Linked DNA regions of Sus scrofa: region 2 is linked to region 1. A link is a contact called in public HiChIP or PLAC-seq data. All regions are on one chromosome and are shown on one strand. Each heading gives the region's core, a stretch centred on a gene start, on an enhancer-like site or on the middle of the called end of the contact. The rest is flanking DNA. Distances are from core to core; before and after follow the strand shown.

Region 1 (3,725 bases), core at 699-3,198:
AATCACCCAAAAATTCCAAAGAAAAGGGTGTGACTTTTGCCCCATGGCAGCAGAGGCATGGGTGGGGTGGGGTGGGCTATAGAAGCAAGGTCACGACAAAGGCAGAAAAGAGCCCAGACATCTGCTTTTCCACCTCCCTGTCTATGGCTCTAGGATCTCCCGGTAGCCTGATACTTATACACAAATTTTTTCTTTATGTATAATTGTAGGATTTAAACCTGATTCAGGTGGGAAAATTACTAAGTAACTGGTATACATACACGAAGTCTTTAAACTGTCACCTTCTTCAATTAACTATACATTAAATTTTGTTTTTGCCTCTGGTGTGCATTGGCTTGATGTGGGATCTCAGTTCCCAGACCAGTTGAACCTGGGCCTGCAGCAGTGAAAGCACTGAGTCTTAACCACTAGACCACCAGGAAACTCCCACATTTAACTCTTTAATTGCTTAAGAATAGACAGATCTGGAGTTCTCTTGTGGCACATTGGGTTAAGGGTCTTCAGTGTCACTGTAGCAGCTTGGGTTGCTGTGGCTCAGGTTGGATCCCTGGCCCAGGAACTTCCACATGACAGAAAAAAATAAATAAAAAGGGTAGACGGATCTGTGCAAGTTACATATAAATTTCAAAACAATCCATTTTTATTTACTGCTTTTTGGTGGTACAATCTAAGCAAAAAATCCTAAGGGTTTTGGTGTCACTTGCTTATTCAACATTTACTGGATGCCTCCTAAGTGCCAAGCATGGTGCCATGAGCTTCAGTGAATGCAGCAAACAAGACAAACCCCATCTCGGCTTTCATGGAGTTAATAATCCAGGAGGTGAGGCCAACATGGAGCAATACAACACTAACGAATGTGGTATGTTCTAGCAAGGTCAGGATGCTGTGAGAATGTGTCATGGGGGAGTTCAGCTGCCTGGAGACTCAGGCAAAACTTCTTTGAGGAAGTTACATTTCCGGCTGTTATCTGCTCTGCGTTGTATAATTGCCTTTCCATCCCGATTCTTACACTTGGACGTGTCCGTCTCAGAGCTTGGGTCCTCACATGCAAAATGAGGATAATACCCACTTGCCAGTGCTGTGGGAGGGAGGGAGAGCACAGGTGAAGCACCTCTCCCATCAGGCGCAGAAAAGCCCTAAGTGCATGGTGCTTGTTATAATTACAAATCAGTGAAGGCATCACAGGAAAACTAAAGAAAAATTTGGCCAACGGCTAAAGATAAATATGCAGAGGGGAAACTTGGCAATGGCTCCAAATTCAAGGGACAGTCACAACCCCCACACGTGTATGAAGGCTTTAGGTCCTTGGTTAGAGATGTCAGAGACCCAGTACTTTGAAGCTTTGCTACATACCGTTTTCATGAGAAACTGATAAAGACATTTTTGGGAATGATCTCTGTCTAGATGCCCAGATTCGATTTTTTTCAGGCAAAAGGAAGACCCCTTGGAAACAGCACTCTGGCCTGAGGCCACATCAGGTTTTGGCAAGCTCAAGGGACAGTTCAAAAGCCAGATGGAGGGGGTAAGTGAGGAATGCTCACTAGAGGTTTTCATTTCGATCAGAAGCCCAGGCGCCACTGGCTGGGACCCGGAGGAGGGAACTGCTGGCGGTCTCACCGATGTGCGCTGGGCACTGTGCTTCAAGAAGCCAGCTCTGGGATGCCTAGGGCTCCTCCCGGGCGCTTGGATCCCCATCACGTCCGCACCCTTCAAATGAATGTGGGTGATTTCGTAAGTGGAAAGCGTGCGAGGAAGGAGGAATGAGCGGGGAGGCGGAGCGGGGCGGAGAGGGAGCAGTGGGTGGGATGCGGGCAGGAGTGGGAGGGATGCGGGCAGGAGTGGGAGGGATGCGGGCAGGAGTGGGAGGGATGCAGGGCGCAGTGGGAGGGGTGAGGAGGCGTGAGCGGGTGGGGAAGGAGAAAAGGCCGCTGTGGCGGGTTGGGAGGAAGTGCGCCAGGTCTCGCTGGTCGCCGCGCTGCTGCTCACAGGGGGAGGCAGCCAGGTGAGCCCGAGATGCTGCTGCGCTGGAAGCCCGGGTTGCCGCTGGCGCTGCTGCTCCTCCTGGGACTGCTCAGTCCCTGCTCCCCCGGCCTCTCGGGAAGACCCGCACCAGCTAAGGACGTCGCGGTGCTGGAATTCTCCACCCAGCGGCCAGTGCACCTGCTGAGTCCAGCGTTCCTGTCTGTAACCATAGACGGCAACCTGGCCACGGACCCGCGGTTTCTCACCTTTCTGGGGTAAGTGCGAGCCCTTGGGTCCCTCTCCCAACTCCTGCCGTCCTGACATCCACGCCAGCCCAGTGAGCCGCTCTCCTGGATGCAGGTGCCTCATACCCCTGAGAGAAAAGTTATATTCTTAGGCTTCTCCTTGAAATGCATACTTGGAAATTGAACGGCTTAGAGTCCTTCCTTGTCGTTCTCCCTTAGTTACACCCTAAACACAACCACCCACAGCTAAAGATTAGGCACCCCAGCACAACTGCCTGTGGCTTAAAGATTGTTAGCACGGGGTGTTTTCAGGAACTTTCCTAGTTTGTTCTCATCTCTGATCCATATGCCCTTTACGCAAGTACTGCTGTTCTGGGCAAGAACCCAGAAGACCACCGGCGGGATCAGGCCGAGATCGCCTGACTCCAGCTTTGATGGCTAAGATGCCCCCCAAAAAAGAAGAATGCATGCCTGTCCCAATCCTGATCCCTATCTGAAAACCTTTTTTTCTCCTTTTTACTATAAAACTCCTTGCAAATTCTTTGGGGGGGGGGCACAGTCTTTAATGCATTAGCTTGCTGTGACCCTCCTTTGCCTGGCAAAGCAATAAAGCTATTTTTTTTCTCCTTTACCCAAAACTCTGTCCCTGCATTTCAATTCGGCACCTGCAGACAGAGGCCGAATTCTGGCAACACCCTCTTTACACCTTCTCACAGCTTGCTCTCTCTCTCCCTCCTCATCTCACACCCTGCTGGGGCCCCCAAACCGCTCTTTCCTGCCTCCATTCATTCAGCAAGTGTTGCCTGAGCAGCAGCGAAGGGCCAAGCATTAGGCGGAAATCCTGGAAAGAAACTTCCCATGTGCCCCAGAAACAGGGGACAAGCATCTGGAGTGCTTTGAGTCCGTGACTTTGCTGTAGGATAAGTAACGTTATGCACCAAACTTTCTTCTCTTAAGCTCTCTGCAAGGAAGGTTAAGGGTGTGTGTGTGGGGGGGGGAGAATGGGGAAAATATATGTTGAAACTTTTATGTTGAAACTTTTAAAGAGCAGTTTTAAGTTCCCAGCAAAATGAGTCCAAGATACAGAGATTTCCCACACTGTACTCTTAAAACAATTTTTTCTTAGTATCATATCCATGAGACGTGGGAGACTACTGCAGTGACTTTCAGAGCCTTAATAAAAAGCTGTCTCTCCGAGATGATGTGCTATAAAATGTGGCATGGCTTTATTAGTTGTAATTTTTTTTCTCACCTGAGAAAGACGGAGCCTGGTGCAGGTTCACTGGCCCCTGCCATTAGAGAGCAAGCTGATCCCAAGAAAATGGCACTGCAGGGACAGACCCAGGTCATCCAGGCCACGCACTGAGGTCATGAGAGCCTCTGGAGATGGTCAGACCTCAGCCAACCCAGACAACTGGGATCCTGCCATTCCCAAACACCTACAGGCTGGCCTTCCGGTGCCCACACCTCAGCTGCTCTTGCTAATTTCACTCATGGGTTATGCAAATAAAAGCAGAT
Region 2 (3,599 bases), core at 951-3,450, 250 kb after region 1:
CAAAAAAAAAAAAAAAAATTCAGAAATGACTGTTGAACGTTATATAATAGATCTCTAGAGAATATTTCACTTTTCTCCTTTAATAAGCGTCATGAGTAGATTTCTTAAGGTTAAACCATCATTCCTGGAATAAACTGTACTTTGTTGTAGTGTGAATTCTTTCTGCTACATTGTTACTGGATTTTCCATTCTTTTTTTTTTTTTTTTTTTTTTTTCTGTACCTCAGCAGCTGGGTTTGGGTACCTGTCTCTCCCTCTTCTTCCTTCCAGAGGGGCCCCACAGTATCACTAATCATTTAACCTCCAGGAGGTTTTCTTACACTAGCTCTCAAAGCTCCTCATTAGAAAAGTCAGAGTATCATTCAGCTTTCTCACATTCCTTGCACAGGCCTCAGAGCTTCCCACTTCCAAGCCTTTGCTAATTTCATGCTTGCCTGGCTAAATCCTCACCATAAGGTTTGAGGTGGAAGGTATGGGGTGGTGTTGATAATGGCAAAAGTGAATTGACATTGGAGGCAGGGACACAGAACTACCACACGACCCAGGAGTCCTGTTCCTGGGCATTTATCTGGACAAAACTTTCATTCAAAAAGATACATGCAGCCCATGTTCATTGCAGCATTGTTCACAATAACCAGGACACGGAAACAACCTAAATGTTCACGGACAGATGAATGGATTAAGAAGATGTGGTACAGAGTTCCCGTCGTGGTGCAGCGGAAACGAATCTGACTAGGAACCATGAGGTTGTGGGTTTGATCCCTGGTCTTGCTCAGTGGGTTAGGATCCCGTGTTGCCGTGAGAACGGCAGCTACAGCTCCGATTAGACCCCCTAACCTGGGAACCTCCATATGCTGCAGGTGCAGCCCTAAAAAGACAAAAAAAAAAAAAAAAAAAAAAAACAAAAAAACCCAAAGGGATGTGGTACATATACACAAGACAAATGGATGGATTCAGAAGGTGTGGTACATTTACACAATGGACTCCTGCTCAGCCATAAAAAAGAACAAAATAATGTCCTTTGCAGCAACATGGGTACAACTAGAGACTCATCCTAAGTGAAGTAAGTCAGAAAGACAAATACCATATAATGTCACTTACACGTGGAATCTAAAATACAGCACAAGTGAACCTATCTATAGAAAAACCTCAAGGATGTGGAGAATAGACTTGTGGTTGCCAAGGGTGAGGGGTGGGAGTGGGATGAACTGGGAGTCTGGAGTTAGTAGATGCAAACTATTGCATTTGGAGTGGATAAGCAATGAGACTCTGCTGTATAGCACTGGGAACTATATCCAGTCACTTGTGATGAAACATGATGGAGGATAATGTGAGAAAAAGAACGTGTATATATATATAAATGTATAACTGGGTCACTTCGCTGTACAGCAGAAATTGACAGGACATTGTAAATCAACTACAATTTTAAAAAAACTAAAACAAAGTGATTGCTGCCTCTGCTACAGCAAGTCTCACTTCCTCCATTGTGTTCCCAGGCTACAGTCACTCACGTTGACCTGCATGTCCTCCCTGCTCCATTAGCAATTACAGACTGTACCACATCATTTTATATTATGCATTCTCTATTGTTTCCTCTGTAGTTTTTGTCTCATACAGAGCAGTTATTATCTGAATCTCTCAGTGCCTGCTTATCCTACTCCAAATTTGGGTTATCTTTTCTCACCTTACAAAAAGAATAGCGGGAAAAAGAAAAGGAAATGGTGATCAAATACAAAGAATTTTGACTGTGTTAGTCTTGGCTGTACACTGCAAACGAAAGTCTCTTTGAAAATAAGTTTAACTCTGCATGGTCTCCCACGGGCTTTTCAGCGACCCCTGCAACATTAGGGCCTAAAAAACGAAAAGATTTGGCATCTGTGATTACTGATCACTCCCCACCCAAGTACATCAAACAGCGGCAAGATGCTGGAAACTGCACCCACAGCAGAGACTTCCTAACAAGGAAAGCGAGACGGTAGCGCGGTCCCTTCCAACCTCCCAACTGCAGGCGCGATCCCGCTCTTCCCCCTCCCAGTCTCAGCCGGATGGAACATTCCGTGCGAAAGCTTGGACCGGGCGCCCACTCCGGGTCACGTGGAGCAGGAGCGTCCTGCCGGCGCCTTGCGGGATGACGCTCGCTCGGGTTGCCAAGGGGCGGGGCAAGGCGCCGCGGAAGGGGCGGGGCGAAGGAAGCCGGCCGGGAGGCGGGGCGGGCGGAGCGGAGGGGCGGGCGGAGAGGGGCGCGCGGGCGGGGAGGGCCCGGCGTATTATGGGATGCGGCGGTGGAATGGCGCTGGGCGCGTGATTTTGAACAAACCCGGGTCTGTGTCTCGGAGGCGCCGCCGCCGCCGCGGCTGCTGGGAGCCCAGGGAGCGCGGCGCGAGGAGGAGGCGGCGGCGCCGCCGGCTTTGGTGAGTGTCAGCCCCCGGGGTGGGGGCTTCTGGGCGGGCCGGCGGGAAAGGGGGCGCTGCGGGTGGAGGCGCGGGCGGAGGGCGCCGGACCGCCCTCTCCGGGAGCCCGGCTAGTGGGTCGTGGCGGAGAGCGGGAACCTGCAGTCTGGGGGCCGCCGCGCCCCATCCCCGGGCCGCAGGGGGCGGGAGGAGCCTCCCGGCTCGGGCCCTTCCCGCCGGCCCTCGGGAGGGCGGCTGTCACCCGGCTGGGCCGCCGCTCCGCCGGCAGCCTGTCCTTCTGGGCGGTCTGGAGGGAGGGCTCCCGTGGCTGTTGACACGCACACGGCGCGGCCCGAGGAGCCGCCGTGTCGGCCCCGGGTTTCTGGGAACCGGTTTTGCTGCTGTGTCATTTCGTAGCAGCCCTTCCTTTCCCTACTGCCCGCCGCCCGGTTCTTCCTACGCCCCTTTGTATGGTGTCTTCGTGTGTGTCCGTTTTCCTCGCGAAGCCCACCAGCCAAATGTCATAATGTTCCCGAGGTGCACGGGGAAGGGAGCGGGCCAGGGCTTAGCCTGGCCAAGCAACGGTAAACACCAAGCAGAGTGCGGATGGATGGGGCTGGCGGAGGGGAAATAAAGTTTAAAGATGAAGAAGCTGGGCAGGCTCGATACTCCTGGCGTCTAGCAGGCTGCATAGAGAAACGACGACTGGGCCGATTGATAGATAGCACTTGTTTAAGCCTGAAGCTGCCGTCTTTTATGTGGAATTGTCATTCAAGCAAGGTAAGGAAGTGAAATGGCTTTTTCAGTTTCTTACTCTCTCTTCTTAAACTAACTTTGAAGAAAGACAGTCGAGTGGCTCTGTTCGAAATCTGTACATTCCGTTTGCTCATTTCAGACAGGTCTTATGCTGTAGTCGAATGGTAGGTATAGAATCCAGCTTTTGGATGGGTGGTTATCAAACCTGAAATCAATAAAGGCAGCTAATTTACGTGTTTTTTTTTTTTTTAATTCTGATCCCGTCAGAAGCTTGCAGCTTAGGTTTTCTTGTTATGTCTTTGATAATTAAAATAATCTGTATTTTCTTTTCGTTATTCATTAAACTGCACAATGGTGGAGCTGATGGGGCTGGGTAGGTAACTCCGGGGTCTTATTCTAAAGCAAGCTGCTTATTTTCACTGTATCAAATGAATGTCAGCGGCAGATTTTTTTT

The links. HiChIP or PLAC-seq counts read pairs in DNA pulled down with a chosen protein or histone mark.
Region 2: an H3K27ac HiChIP or PLAC-seq map of alveolar macrophages shows a contact between it and region 1. The contact joins the promoter of LIN54 here to the promoter of HPSE in region 1. A contact is called at or near these places in 1 of 5 promoter capture datasets (fetal skeletal muscle) and 1 of 2 datasets of contacts at active chromatin or transcription factors (alveolar macrophages).

The regions. Positions count from the first base shown.
Region 1 is chr8:135,080,251-135,083,975 of Sscrofa11.1, forward strand. HPSE (heparanase) reads left to right here and starts at 1,949. Exons shown (of 12, transcript NM_001146130.2): 1 at 1,949-2,237. The coding sequence starts at 2,014. All of the region lies in intron 4 of LOC102167078 (a long non-coding RNA gene), which reads right to left.
Region 2 is chr8:135,328,668-135,332,266 of Sscrofa11.1, forward strand. It overlaps LIN54 (protein lin-54 homolog), which reads left to right and starts at 2,201. Exons shown (of 13, transcript XM_021101867.1): 1 at 2,201-2,410.